Linked DNA regions of Mus musculus: region 2 is linked to region 1. Evidence: chromatin contacts called from public promoter capture Hi-C data. All regions are on one chromosome and are shown on one strand. Each heading gives the region's core, a stretch centred on a gene start, on an enhancer-like site or on the middle of the called end of the contact. The rest is flanking DNA. Distances are from core to core; before and after follow the strand shown.

Region 1 (7,295 bases), core at 4,012-6,511:
TAATTGCATTAGACATTGGGATTCTATTAGATCAAAAAACACGATAGTGATTAAGCCCATGGCAGAGAAGTGTGTGTGGCATAGCATTGTGCATTGGCTCTCCCGACCCTCCCTTCTGTGCCTCATGTTCAGTTACTGCTTATCTCCTGCTTTCCTCCCTGGTGTATCCTTTCCCCTGGGAAAACGGTTTGTTTGTTTTCATGTGCTGAAAAGCAAACTTTATTAATTCCTACATAGTCTAGGACTATCTTTATATGGGATGAACTCTTAATTATTCTAACTTCAAAATAGCTGAATTTTAAAAAGCTTCTGTGTTCTTTGACATCTTAAAGTTTTTACAATATTTTTATTTAAGTTTGGTTTACTGAAATGCTTTTAAGTCGTTACCAGGTATATTTTTGCCCTGCTACATACTTACTGGTCTGTTTAAAAGAACATTCATCTTTAAAAGTTTACTTTTTGTTTTATTTGGTTTTGAGAGATGGCCTGCTATGTAACTAAGCTGACTTTGAACTTGTCCACCTTCCTCAGACTCCTGAGTGCTAGAGATGCATGTGTTCACAGCAACACACTTGGATTTCAGGAGACGCCTAGAAACTCAGATCTTGGATTATTTATTCTCCCTGTTTAACTCCTTCTGTAAACTGTATTTGACCTTTTGCTATGGCTTTCTCTAGAGACCTTCCTTTACATTTCCCTTCAGGATTGGAAGATGCCTCAACTACATCCTCGAGCATCCTTGTTTGCTCAGCCAATCACACTAGTTGACTTATGTTCACTTTTGTGCTTAGTCATCCATCATATTTGTTTATTCATTTAGTTATCCATAACTTGACTCTTCATGTATTTATAGAGTGCTTGTGTATTTATTGTATGTACTGTATAATGCATCATAACTATATTGGTAAAAGCAGAAATATTTCAAACCTCACAATATTTACACCCTGTTCTATTGATGGAGCTCACTTTATTTTGGTTGATGTATCTTAGCACTTTAATATCTATTTAAATGTACTATTATAGACCCATCTTTCCAGTTTATAAACACAGTTTTATTATCTGTGAGTACTACCTAAAAGAATGAACACCTGCTTCAGCTGTGACTGATTTGTTCCCTTTTGTTGATTTTGTTCCTTTTCTTTTCAAGTCCCTAATTGTTCTGTGTTCCTTGACTTATACTTACGTAGGCAGGCAGATGCTCACTGGTTGAAGTCCGACCGTGTTCACTGCATTGTCCCAGTGCTGCTTCCCAGAGGGGAAAGGGAGAGGTGGCCAGGCCGTGTCAGAAGCTGCCTTCTGTACAAGGTGCTTCTCCGAACATCAGCCCCGGAGCAGGGAATTTCAGAGCCCAGTAAAATTGTCTTGGCAGACAGGGCTCTGTTAGGAGCTTTAGTGCACCTCACAGGACAGAGAGTGGCTCCATTGTGGTGTACCTCGCTCTCCCATCCTTTTTGTTCAGGCCACAGAAGCCATCTGGTAGTTCCAATGTTACATTTCCTACTAGCTGTATATACCACGTGTTTCTTTGGGACAAACAGCCTGCTGATTGATAATTTGGAGTCTGGCTTTGTTATCAAGTTGAAAGTCACATTCTTTTATAGACTTTTCTCAAAGACTGAAAATGAAGGCTACCTTTCTCGCCTTTTATGAGAGTTGTGGAGTATTGAAGACTTAAAAGTTTGGAGCCCTAAATTGAGGAACTTATAGTTTCAACTTCTTTTCATACTAGGCATAAGAACTTTAGTAGCTTCTAGTCTTCTGTTGTATGGGTGACCTCTGTAACAAACCTTCAACGAAGGCATAAAATCTGTGAAGGTGAATCCTTTTATGTGAAAACAATGGACTAATGGAGAAGACTAACCCTGTGTCATTTTCTATAGTTTGATTAAAATGGTCTGTTTCCAAAACACCCATCTCTTCAAATCTCATCTAGAAGGAGCAGGAGACAAGAGAGCCTGCAGAATTCAAAGCATTCTGCTAATAGACATTTTGTGTTCGATGGCGGATTTACTAATGTACTTTTGTAAGTCATAGTCTACAATACCCATGGCCTTAAATGAAAAATCTTCAGCTCTTCCTCATGAGCCTTATTATTTTAGTGTTTTCTGTGAGCAACATTTGTTTTATGGATCACACATTCAACTATGGAATAGCGGACATGCCTATAATAACATATCTGCTTATAAAGGTATTTGTTGAGTTTTTGCCAAGTAGACCAAACCTTCCTGTTCTTGATAAGTCTGTGGATTTCAGGGAGACCCAGGAGTGCTCCCTCTGTGCAGCTCTTCTGGATGGCATTTCTGATTGGTGGATTACTGCTGTCTTCAGAGCCTCCTCAGTGTGGTCCTTTGTATTTGCAGTTTCCTGTCTTCTTGGTGTTTGTGCCATTTCTCCTCCAGTCCTTCCCCCTCTGCTTCCCATCTTTTAGAATCTACGTGTGTTTCTTGCTGTGGTGTTGACATGCTTTCTACCTGTCCATTTTCTTTAGAGCTTTATTTTTTCTGGGTTGATCTTTGCTTTATTTTGTTGGGACCTTGTAAAGGACAAGTTGTGGACAGTTTTCAGTCTAGCCATCCTGACCTCCACAAGCATTCCTCCTTTATCTCTATGACTACTGCAGTTGATGTAATAAGGAACTTGTGGCATGCTTATCACTAACCAGAATATCTGGATCCTTTAACTGCTGTTTTTCAAACCTTTTCTCTTTATAATTCCTGTGGTAAGCATATTTAAAATGTGTTAAGGGATACAGGAATAGAGTTTTTACAGATTTTTCTATCTCCCAGTTGTGATAGTGCCTAAGAGACTGGCTGCAGTGGTCTTTTAAAAAGTAATAGAAGGGGCAAAGTGTCCACACTTTGGTCTTCCTTCTTCTTGAGTTTCATGTGTTTTGCAAATTGTATCTTGTATCTTGGGTATTCCATGGAAGGAGTTACAGAGACAAAGTTTGGAGCTGAGACGAAAGGATGGACCATCTAGAGACTGCCATACCCAGGGATCCATCCCATAATCAGCCTCCAAACGCTGACATCATTGCATACACTAGTAAGATTTTGCTGAAAGGACCCTGATATAGCTGTCTCTTGTGAGACTATGCCAGGACCTAGCAAACACAGAAGTGGATGCTCACCGTCAGCTATTGGATGGATCACAGGGCCCCCAATGGAGGAGCTAGAGAAAGTATCCAAGGAGCTAAAGGGGTCTGCAACCCTATAGGTGGAACAACAATATGAACTAACCAGTACCCTCAGAGCTCGTGTCTCTAGCTGCATATGTATCAGAAGATGGCCTAGTCGGTCATCAGTGGAAAGAGAGGCCCATTGGTCATGCAAACTTTATATGCTTCAGTACAGGGGAACGCCAGGGCCAAGAAGTGGGAGTGGATGGGTAGGGGAGTGGGGGGAGGGTATGGGGGAATTTTGGGATAGCATTGGAAATGTAAATGAGGAAAATACCTATTAAAAAATATAAAAAAGTAATAGAAATTATAGAAACATTTTCAGAAAGGTTAAAAAAAAAGCGGTTTGATTTCTCTCTGTCTCTCCCAAGCCCAATAGTAGCACAGATGAGAAATTTGGATCTCTGTGGGGTTTTTTATTCCCATGTAGACTTTGGAGGTAAACAGACATGAAGGTAAAAACCTCTATTTTACCTTTAGATGGCTGTATAATCTTGGGTCTCAGTTTATTGTCTGTAAGTTAGAGATATTAATGGTGCTATTATAAAACCACTCTTATAAATGCGGTAATGTGTTCAGCCCAGCACTCTCTCCGCTCAGCAGTCACTGGTGACCTAAGGGCATCTCTCCTCCCAGTCACCCCCTCACATTTCTAGCCAATCCCATTCCTCAGTTATTCCTGATTTACAGCAAATTTTCTTCCATATTTTATGTGCCATACTTTTCTTGTTTCTCACATTTACTTATGAGCCCAGCCACGGATCCTATTCCCTAACAAACAAATCAGCACATGTATTAGCATATTCCGTGAACTGAATGATCATTGGGAGGTAGAATGCTTCTTTGCCTACTATGTTTAGGTCCTGTGTTCAAGTCCTACACCACCTCCCTTAATATCTGCCTCCCAAAGACCACCAAACATGTCCTGTTGGATTATGGTCTAGATTTGACTCTCTGTTTGATAGTAAAGAACTTTGTTCACATAGACAGTAATGATTGCCAAGTTATTGCATAAATGTAGACAAGTGGACTGTGCTATTCTCAGCATTTCAGGAAACTTCACATACCATTGCAATTTAATGACGCCAGGAACCGTGCTGGCTACCTTCCCTTTGTGCACTAGGTGCCTGCCAGCTAAGAAGTGGCAAATGTGGAAGGCTATCAGTGTAACGCGCTGGGCAGACTGGCATTCTCTGTCTTGAAGTCTTTATAAATTTTTCTGCCTCCAGTGAAAATGAATTAGAATATGGAGAGATAAGAAATAGGGAGAGATTTAGTGTAAACATGACTGGCTCAGACATAAAGGTAGAAGCTGAGAGCAGTGACAATAGTGGAGAAGTTTGAGCCTACCTTTTCAGGGCTTTTCAGTGGATTTTCTTTAGAGCCTTTGGCCTCCTGATGTATCTGCTTACAAATAAATAGAGAATCAGCAGGCAGTTGCTCTAATTTGTGCTTCCTTTGTGTTGAAATTGTGATTTATCAACTCTCAGTGTCAAGTCAGTAGCAAGGGGAGCATGTATCAGTTCTCCTGCCATCCTCCTCCTCCTTAAAAACAAGTTTCTTTTTTAACCAAGAAGTAACTGTGCTGCGCCCTACCCTGACACTGTTCAAACCTTCCTTCTCTGAAATATTTGTGTTGTCATGTGTCATTTAGCACAATCTGCAGCTTTGGAAACATCGGATCAAGAGAAGGTTAGCCAGAGTCTCCTTAGTGGCTTATTCTACTTCAAAGCATGGAGCCAAGTCACTTCTCTCTCAAAGGAAAGGAAGGACGGAATGGGGTGTTTGAAAACCCCTTAACCTTTTGTTGGGCTCGGTTGTGGTTCACACTAGAAAGACAACTCATTAAGTAAAACAGAAAATTCTGTTCTTCAATTCTTAGGAAAACCCTTGGCCTGATTCCCCACCCATATTTTCATTTCCGAGTATAGTTCAGTTTCCCTGGCTCTTATTTCTATAACTCTTAATTATAGACCTTCTAGACTCTGTATAGAAGTAAAAGTTTACAGAAGCTGCCACCCTTTAGGCCTCAATAAAAGGTAGACCTTGGAATTGGTCCAGGTGCTAATAAATTCTGGAGAGCAAAAGCATACTCCGCCTTTGCTTGTGCCAGCTGACTGGGCTGTGACCATGAACTGTAATGGGGCAAGGTGGAAAGTCTGCCTTTTTTCTAGCATCTAAACAAGACAAAAACTTAATTTAAGTTTTCTCCCTGAGAATCAATGTGTGCCAAAACAATTTTGTTCTATCTTATCAAAAATGATTGAGTTCAGTAGTGCTTGGTGCTCCTGACAGCCTTCCAGAATCCAGATTGTCATTACAGTCCTTTGCTGTGACAGAAGCAGTGTTTGCACACGCCATCAGGAATGTGAGAGGGGCTGGGACTGTCCCATCCCTACTTTGGACATCACAGGGTCTGCCTGGTTCCAGTTTCTTCATCAGAGTTGATCATTCCAGATGCCATTGTGTAATTTTCCATCTTGGGGTATGTGTTTGTGTGGGTGGGTGGTTTTGTTTGTTTTTAAGTGGTGTTTAATGTCAGGCTAATAATAAACTGGATACGTAGGCCTGGTTTTGTCACAGCGGCCATGAGTTATTTGTCGCTGTTCTTTAGAGAGGCTGAGAACTAGCCTCCCTTACTTCCAAATGATGTGTACACATGGGGGGGGGGGGTGCTCTTGTCACTGTAGCTGCCTAGGAACTGCAGTATGGCAGCTGGCGAGTTCTGTTGTAAAGAAGTAAAAGATGAGGGATCTTCTCCCTTGTTGCTATACAACTGATTCTCTACTTCCTTGCAACCTGCATCCGGAGTGCATCACTATTTCTGAAGCAATTAATGGCATTTAGTCTGTTCCCTACCTATACGTCTTTCTCAAGATCAGGTGTACTAGCAACTCTATGATTCTTCAGGGAGGTGGGGCTTAAACTATGCTCAGTCATTCTTGGCCTTTCATCTTTTTAGAACTTGAGTATATTTTTAAAAAAGATTCTGACTACTGTTTTTCACAAAGCTTATTTTGAATCCCGTGAGATACTTGGAAAAAAACAATAGACCATGCCCCCAATTAAAAATAAGTGCTAAGGCTTGGAGTTTTAGAAATAGTGGTTTTATGCCTATGGGTTCTTGCTTTGTAGCTCTGGAGCAGAGCTGGCATTAAGTCTTTACTTGGTGATTTCAGTGACAGAGGACGCCTGTAGATGAAACAGAAGGCTCCCAAACCAGCATTTTCCTGTCCTCACAGATCAGGCCCCAGCAGAGTTGTAGGTAGCAAGGGAAATGGAAACCCTTACAGATGTTCATTCTATCACTCCTCATGTGTAAGAACAGCCTTTTATGGATCTGGTAATTTCTCCTATTCCAACTCTATTTAGGGGTTGAGCTGCTATGGTTAGTGTAAACTCTGCCTCCAGCTCAAGCCATGATGTTGGTAAGTTTTGTTTACTCTCTTTTTGCCAAGTACCTGGTCCTTCTGGAAAGCAGTGTCATGAGACAATTGGTGTTCTGTTTCTTTCATGTATTTCTTCTTGGCCATCTAAGACTGACAGATGGGGTATTCACTTCTGCTGTTTAGGGGGTGGAAGAACCAGTAACTGAGAAGCAAATTTCCAGTTGGTTTGAGCATCTAGCCATGATTTCTTTGTCTTCTTCCCTTTCCCTTTCCCTTTTACCCCCTCCCTCCCTCCTCTCTCTCTCTCTCTCTCTCTCTCTCCCTCCCTCCCTCCCTCCCTCCTTCCCTCCCTCCCTCTCTCTCTCTCTCTCTCTCTTTCTTTCTTTCTTTCTTTCTTAACAGCCATACTCTTTCACAGTAACCATTTAAAGTGACTGTCCTACCTGTGATGGGATTTACAAGTCTACCCACAGTCCCCGCCCTTCATGAGCACACTCAGCCTTTCCTAAGCAGTCACTTATCTTCTAGGGATTTCTGGTTTGGTTTGGTTTGCTTGTGGATGGGTTTCACTGGCTGGCCTGGAATCTGTCTGCCTGTCTCTGCCTCTGGAGCCCTAGAATTAAAGGCACAGTCACCATTCATGTTCTCCTCGTGAATTCTATCAATTGCCTCCATAATCTATTGTCATTAGCTGCCAACATGGCCCTAGTTAAGATGCTTTCCTGAGA
Region 2 (6,704 bases), core at 3,234-5,733, 150 kb after region 1:
TGATCCTGGGCCAAGTCCCACCCTTTGCTCTGCTGCGGTTTTCTTTCTTTATTAGGAATAGATAGTAAAAGGAGGACAGAGAGAACCAGCCACTGTTGCCTGCGTTTTAAGTGCATACCAGTGTTTATGTGCTGCCATAGGCACTGATAGCCAGAAATGATCTGTATACCTAGGAAGATTCAAAATTGGCCATTTCTTAGCCAACTGCTGCAAAGTGCTGCCTGCCTCTTTCCCTTTTCAGTGCCAGATAGATCACACCCACTCAGTCCTCATTCCCTGCATTAGTATAAATATTCGCTGAAGAAACATGAGGTCCTTGTTCATGGAACCTCCCTGGGAGTCATTGCTCTGTGAACCTCAAGAGCCAGACCCCCACCTCCTCCAAACACATCAGACTATTCAGCAACACTGCCTGTGGGAATTTGCAGCCAAACTACATTACCGAGGCTCTCTTAAATCCAAGCCTCCCAGGGTCCTCTGGTTGAGCCTGTACTGCCTGACCATCGGGATCTGCTGAGGTGGCGGTTCACTTCTGGCCAGGTCCCAGGAGCTGAGGCTGACCCATTTCCCCTGCTTTTTTCCAGGGCATGGGGAATTTGGTTATATCCCCAACAAAGCCAGGGACTAACACACTTAGCTTGTGAAAGATGCACTGGAGTTGGGGTGCATTTATTTAAACTAAAGAAAGGTGGTTGACAGCTTTTAGCATTTTCCCACACTTAAATTTAACATTGTCTCCCTCCCCACATCAAGCCTCTTCCCTCCCCCCACCCCCTTCATTTAAATATAAATGACTCGGTCTGTGTGTATAAGGCTGTATGTATAGGTTCAGAATCTTATTCAATTTAACCCTTTAGGGACATTGAATTAAAAATTGAACAATATTTATTAAAATACAAAAATACACTTTTCTCACATTACAATCAGTGTTCTTTTGTTGGCATCTCCCACCCATACCACCCCCTTTCAAATCTGAACCCTTAATTTTCTCTTAAAGCTAAAATAATAACTGAAAGTTACATCATTAAATGGACCAGAATAAGAGACCTTGCCCTTGCTTGTAACTACTGGAGGTAGCCTAGGGGAGGGAAGCTTCCCCCAATGGTGCCCATTCAACAGAATTTCATGCCCAACTCATTTGTGTGTTCCCCTTGTCAGTGTTCTTGTAACATCCTGGTTGGCGAAGGCTTCTTTAAATTGAGCCTGTGCCCTTTTTAGCTCTCCTTCCCCTCTCTACTCATGTTCTGCCCCCACTCACTCTATCACCACAACTAGTTGGCATCAGCTGCAATAATCCCTAATGAATCAGCATTTAGAATAGTCACCAAATCCTAAGCAAGAGAAAAGCTTCCACTCCCCCAAGTTCCCCCCATTCCCAGCCTATCCTCCTTTCCACCTCAAAACAAGCAAGATCTTTTTTGAAAAATCATAAAATGTCATCATTGTCTACAATCATTTGTCAGATACCCGGAACAACAGGTGGCCACTGCACAATGCTGATTTATGGCCTCCTGTGAATCATTCCCTCTGCTGCTGCTGCTCTGCTTCCCTTCCTCCTGGGCCGGCCGCACCCCCTTCAGGCCGCCTCCTCCTCCCGGGAAACCCTGAATAGACACATGCCTTGCAGAGTGGGTTATGCCCAACTGCAGGAATCTGGTGCAATGTGAAAGCATTTGATGGAGAGCTACGCCAGCTCCCTTCCTTCCAAGCTGTCTTGAAGCATTGTCAGGGGAGACACATGCCAGTCTGAAGGCACAAACCCAGAGGATTTGCGCACACGTACAAAGAAACAACCTCTGGAAGGATTAGTTGGAATTTTGGTGGTTTTCCTACTTAAAATACATTTACAGATCTATCTTCCCCATTGTCTCTGTAGGGGAAAAAAAATCACCGCTCAACCTTTGGGCACAGTACAAATTTGTGATGCTTTTTAAAATTATTTTGTTTAATAAGATAGATCTGTAAAGACAGCTCTCAGCTTAAGAAAGGTGTCTATAGAAATGGTATTCCTAGATCCTGTAAAGCATCTTCTAAAAATTGACAGATGCAGGCTATCCTCCCTGCCCCCAGCAGCCCACACCCTGCCACTTTAGGGGTGTTGGTTGTTTTAGTTTGTTTTGTCTTAGCAGTTTCCACCTTACAGCAGTTGACTTGAGGCTCCTACCCACAACATTGCCAAGAACCCCTTCCCTCCCCTTTAAATAGAACTTACAAGTTAGAAAATAGTTTTGTTTTCATTTTTTTGTTTTTAAATTTTAATATAATCTTTTTTAACCAGCCCATAGATTTAATATATAAGCATATACAAGAAAAAGTCTCTCCCCACTCTGTACAAAAGTTGCTCTTTTTTGTGCATTCTATTGCATTTTATAAGTTTTTGAGGGAGGGGGAGTCATATTTGAGTTTCCTGTACCTTGTCCTTGGTATGGGTCTGAATTATATAAGGTTCAGAGATAGTGGTGACTGTGGGGTGCAGAGAGTTCCCCAGGCTGTTTTCTGTCCAGTGGGCCCCATGTGCTGGTTTGTAGGTGTTGTAGTTAATATGGTCATGTATTGTGGGCAACACTACTGCCCCCTCACCTGATACACCGGACGGAGCTGCTGTTGCTGCTGCAGGTGCTGCTGCTGGGATGTCTTCATCCACCTGGATAATCTCTACTGTCCTGGCAGCTGTGACTGTACTCCGCTGCTGGTGCCGCTTGCGAAGTTTATAGAAGACAATCAACATGGCAGCAGCTAGGAGAGTCACTGCCACAAAGCAGCCAATGATGATCTTGGTGGTCTTCATGACTTCATCCAGGCTGGTCTGCATCTTGTCAGTGGTATCTGTGGAGGGTACTGGCACCTGCTTGGGCACACGGGTGGTCTGAATGAGCACCGTGGTAGAGGTGGTATATGCCGGCTGGTAACCAGTGGATGTGGTGGGAACAGGCTTGTACTTCCGTGTTATGTCCTCAGGTGATATCTCTGTGGTTTCCACTGTTACAGTGGTGAAGAAGCTGAAGTTGGGGGTGTTGAGCTCGGCCGAGCTCACATTGAGGTAGGCCGAGGCATTGGAGTTGCCTGCCACATTGGTCACCATGCATGTGTATACTCCAGTGTCTATGAGCAGCACACGAGAAAAGTTCAAGGTGCCATCATTGAGAACAGAGATCCGGGGATGCCGGGAGGCGTGGCTGAGCACTGTCCCATTGGGCAGCAACCACTTCACAGAGGACATAGGGGGAGTCCGACACTTCAGTTCTGCCATCCGATCCTCAGAGATATTGAGGTCCCGGGGTGCATCCATGATGAAAGGGGCAGAGCACTGAAAGGCAGCCTGGTCCACCTCTACCAGGTAGCGGCCTCGCATGTGCATGGGAGCATGACAGCGGCCACAGCAGGTGGAATTGGTTGGGATATACTCCCGAAGCCACCAAGCCAGCCACAGAATATCACAATCACAGTTCCAAGGATTGTGGTGTAGGTGCAACTCCACCAGGTATCTCAGGGGTGTGAAGAGGTCATGGGGCAAAGATGAGAGGTTATTGTGGGCTAAGTTGAGTTCCACGAGGGAAGCCAGTCCGTCAAAAGCATTCCGCTCAATCAGGCTGACCTGTGAGTTCATCACCCACAGTTTTTTGAGGGAGCTTAGGCCATGGAAGGACCCAGGCCTGATCTCAGGAAAGTGGTTCCCTGACATCTCAAGCTCCTCGAGCCCCACCAGGGGTGTAAGATTGGGCATATCCTTAATGTTGCACATGCCCAAGTTCAGGTACTTGAGGTTGAACAGCCCCTCAAAAGCCCCCTCAGAGATATACTCCAGCTTCTTGAGTTCCCCCAAGTCCAGACGCATGAGGGAGGGCACCCGGTTGAAGGCATAAGAAGGGATGCTCTCAATGGGATTGTTTCGCAGCCAGAGCTCCCGCAGTTTGGACAGGTACTCAAAGGCCCCACTGGGGATGACTGTCAGCCAGTTGTCGAACAGTTCCAGAGTGTTGAGACTGGCGAGGCCATTGAAGGCCCCCACCTCTATCTGCCTGATGGAGTTCCTGCCCAGCTGCAGGACCTCCAGGTGATGGAGGTGCCTGAAGGTGTCGGCCTGAATCATCTGGATGTTGTTTTCCATGAGGTTGAGATACCGGGTGTTGGAAGGAATACCCTGTGGGACCTCAGAGAGTCCCCGGCGGGTGCACACCACCTTGCTGAACTGGTTACTGCAGGAACAGACGGAGGGGCAGTTTTGGGGCCCGGCTGAAGCGGCAGCAGCGATGGCTGCACACAGAATCCACACTTGCGCCGTGAGGTAGACGACGGGAAGCAGGACGGCATTCCAGGTGTGGTGCACAGTTACCTGCCACAAGAGCTTCATGGTGTGGCACGTTCATAATTCACCATCGCCTGGGATTTTGGCTTGGAAAAGAGAACCAGCCTTACCCCGGCTTAAGTGAGCTAGGAGCTCCTCTTTCCATCTGGAGAAGGAGGTGGGGAGGGGGCGATTAGAGACAAGCAGATCGGCCTAGAAAAACCCTGCGAAACTACTGAGCGGCCCCTCATCTACCAGCCCACCCTCAAGGCCAACCCATAGAAAGCTAAGACTCTCTCCCACGTTGCGACCATCCCCACCCAATTCCCTGTCACCTACCTCGGAAGGAAAGCAGGAAAGAATTAGCGCTGTGTCCTTAAGCTTTCTCCACGAGAGCTGGGCTCATCGTTCCCATTCTGACTTTAGTTTTAATTAACAAAGGGGGAAGTAGTGGGGGCAGGGAGGGCAGAGGGGAGGGGAGGGGAGGGGTAGGGGAGACAAAATGGCTTCTAGTAAATCCGGAGCCGGCGAAGCCGCGGAGTTGAGGCGCGCCAGGGAGAGCCAAGGCCCGGCGGGCTATGCAGGTGCATGCCCCCCCGAGAGCCCGAGGAGCGGCGCCACCAGCGCTTCCCTGCTTTGTCCTTGGACCCTGGCACCAGCTTGTTCCAGTCGCGGGAGAAGGCGCTTCATCGCCAAAGTGTGTCTCCAGCCCCCAGCCCTCTCCCTGGGCCGCCGCGGGGGATGGGGGTGCGGGGGCGCTCCCGAAGCCGCCCAGGCCGCGCTCGCTGGTTGCTGCGCTGCTCTCCACTCTGCTTTCCCAGCGTCGGCCGCCCAGAGCTGGCGGCAGCTGATTGCAGTCGTGAGCTCGCGGGGCTGCGAGAGTTAAGAGGTGTTCGCTGCGCCTTCGCCCTCCCTAGGCACACACCCCCTTTTCTCTTCGCCTCTTCTCGGAAGGGTTAAAAAGACAAAAACTGGGCTCAGTTCTCCAGTCCCGCCGTCTGCTGGTGCGGGGAGCGGTAATCCGTCCAGCCCCAGAGGGGCAGCGGCGTGGACGTGGTGCTGGGACCCAGTCCGCGAACGGAGGAGCGCGCAGCGCCCGCGGTCGCGCCCGCACCGCAGGCCCCTTCAGGGAGTCCGGGGGCGGGCGCGGGTCCGGCAGCGGCGGCGGCCGCAGCCCCCGGCAGCGCGCAAGCGCCCGCCGCCGCCCGCCACTGCTGGGCTCCCGGCGCGCCGCCGGCCCCGGCTTTGTGCGGAGAGTGCGAGTTCGCCGCTGGGCTCCCGGAGCCTTCAGCAACGGAGCTGCCAGCGGGCTGCTGCAGCGGCCAGAGCGCTGGCGACGGCAGCGTGAGCAGTGGGGGTAGCGGCTGCGGGAAACGCTCCGAAGCCGGTGAACATGGTCCCCGCTGGCTAGCGGCGGCGGTGGCAGCAGCGGGGCCCCTGCGCTCGGCGCCCACCGTCTCCTCCTCGCGCCGGGCTCGCGGTGTTGCAGGTGGCAGCCACGCAGACTGCTCTCTCATCCTTTTGTCCTTCAGTCAGAACGTGAATGTACTGCTGACGCATACTGTTCTAGGGAGAAGATTAGCGTGATGCAGTGCTCTTATGTATTAACACCGCTCTCCCTCTGCCGCCTGCCCTCAAGGGGTTAACGCCGCGCCTTCCAGCACGCGCTGGCTCGCGCCGCGCAGCCCCGAGTCGCGGAGGGCTGCCTGCCTTCCTCGCTTCTTCCTTCCTTCCTTCCTTCCTTCCTTCCTTCCTTCCTTCCTTCCTTCCTTCTTTTTCCCCACCCCCCTCCCCCCTCCCCCGCAGCTTCCTCCCCGCCCCCTCTAGACGATCGGAGCGGCCCGAGCGGGCGAGCGGGCGAGCGAGTCCGAGTGAGCGTCAAGTGAGGGGCTGCGCGCTAGTCGCAGGCGTTCGCAGCTATTTTGGTCAGGTCGGAGCGAGTGGCTGGTTGGCCGCTGATAGGCTGGAGCCGTGCGGGGCTGCAGCGGAGACTGCGCGGCCCCCACCCGAGCCACCCAGCACCCTACAGCCGTGGACTGCTGGGCTCAGGGGCCCGGGTGCGGCGGCCCTCGGTGGGGCTGCAGCAGTTGGCCGGCCTCCTACGAGCGCCCGCGTCATCCGCACCCCCGCTGAATGCTGACGGGGTGCCTGGCTGCGCGGCCAGAGTTTGGATCTGCAGGATGGTGGGGACCTAGGGGCAGGCAGCCGAATCCACGCAAGGGCTGCGTTGAGTCAGAAGACCAAAGTCTATGCTTCGCCTTACTCTGTGCCTGTCCTTCCAGTCCCCTCTCTCGAACATTTTCTTGCCCCCTCCCCTCTCCCACAGTAACTAGGGCTTTAAATGATAGTTTTCTTAATGAGGGCTGTGGGGGCGGGAAACAGTGGGAAGAAAGACCAAATTCAAGGAGTCGGGGAAATG

What was found. Promoter capture Hi-C pulls out the DNA fragments that hold promoters and counts their contacts.
Region 2: a promoter capture Hi-C map of liver shows a contact between it and region 1, with 3 times the contacts expected there. The contact joins the promoter of Lrrc4 here to the enhancer-like site in region 1. A contact is called at or near these places in 11 of 39 promoter capture datasets (the 3T3-L1 cell line, 3T3-L1-derived adipocytes, cranial neural crest and 6 more), 1 of 484 Hi-C or Micro-C datasets (nephron progenitors), 3 of 115 datasets of contacts at active chromatin or transcription factors (embryonic forebrain, forebrain and neural tube) and 4 of 9 other capture datasets (adipose tissue, embryonic stem cells, liver and 1 more).

What each region holds. Positions count from the first base shown.
Region 1 is chr6:28,676,465-28,683,759 of GRCm38.p6, forward strand. The region is part of intron 12 of Snd1 (staphylococcal nuclease and tudor domain containing 1); the gene reads left to right. Among named protein-coding and RNA genes, the nearest start is that of Lrrc4, 150 kb to the right of the region's middle. Within about 2 kb of position 5,262, at least 27 of the 459 cell types and tissues checked have an H3K27ac peak or open chromatin away from gene starts, as enhancers often do. A contact at or near this core is called in liver and pancreatic islet, where this site is marked.
Region 2 is chr6:28,827,264-28,833,967 of GRCm38.p6, forward strand. It overlaps Lrrc4 (leucine rich repeat containing 4), which reads right to left and starts at 4,484. Exons shown (of 1, transcript NM_138682.2): 1 at 863-4,484. The coding sequence starts at 4,351. The coding sequence ends at 2,393. All of the region lies in intron 16 of Snd1 (staphylococcal nuclease and tudor domain containing 1), which reads left to right.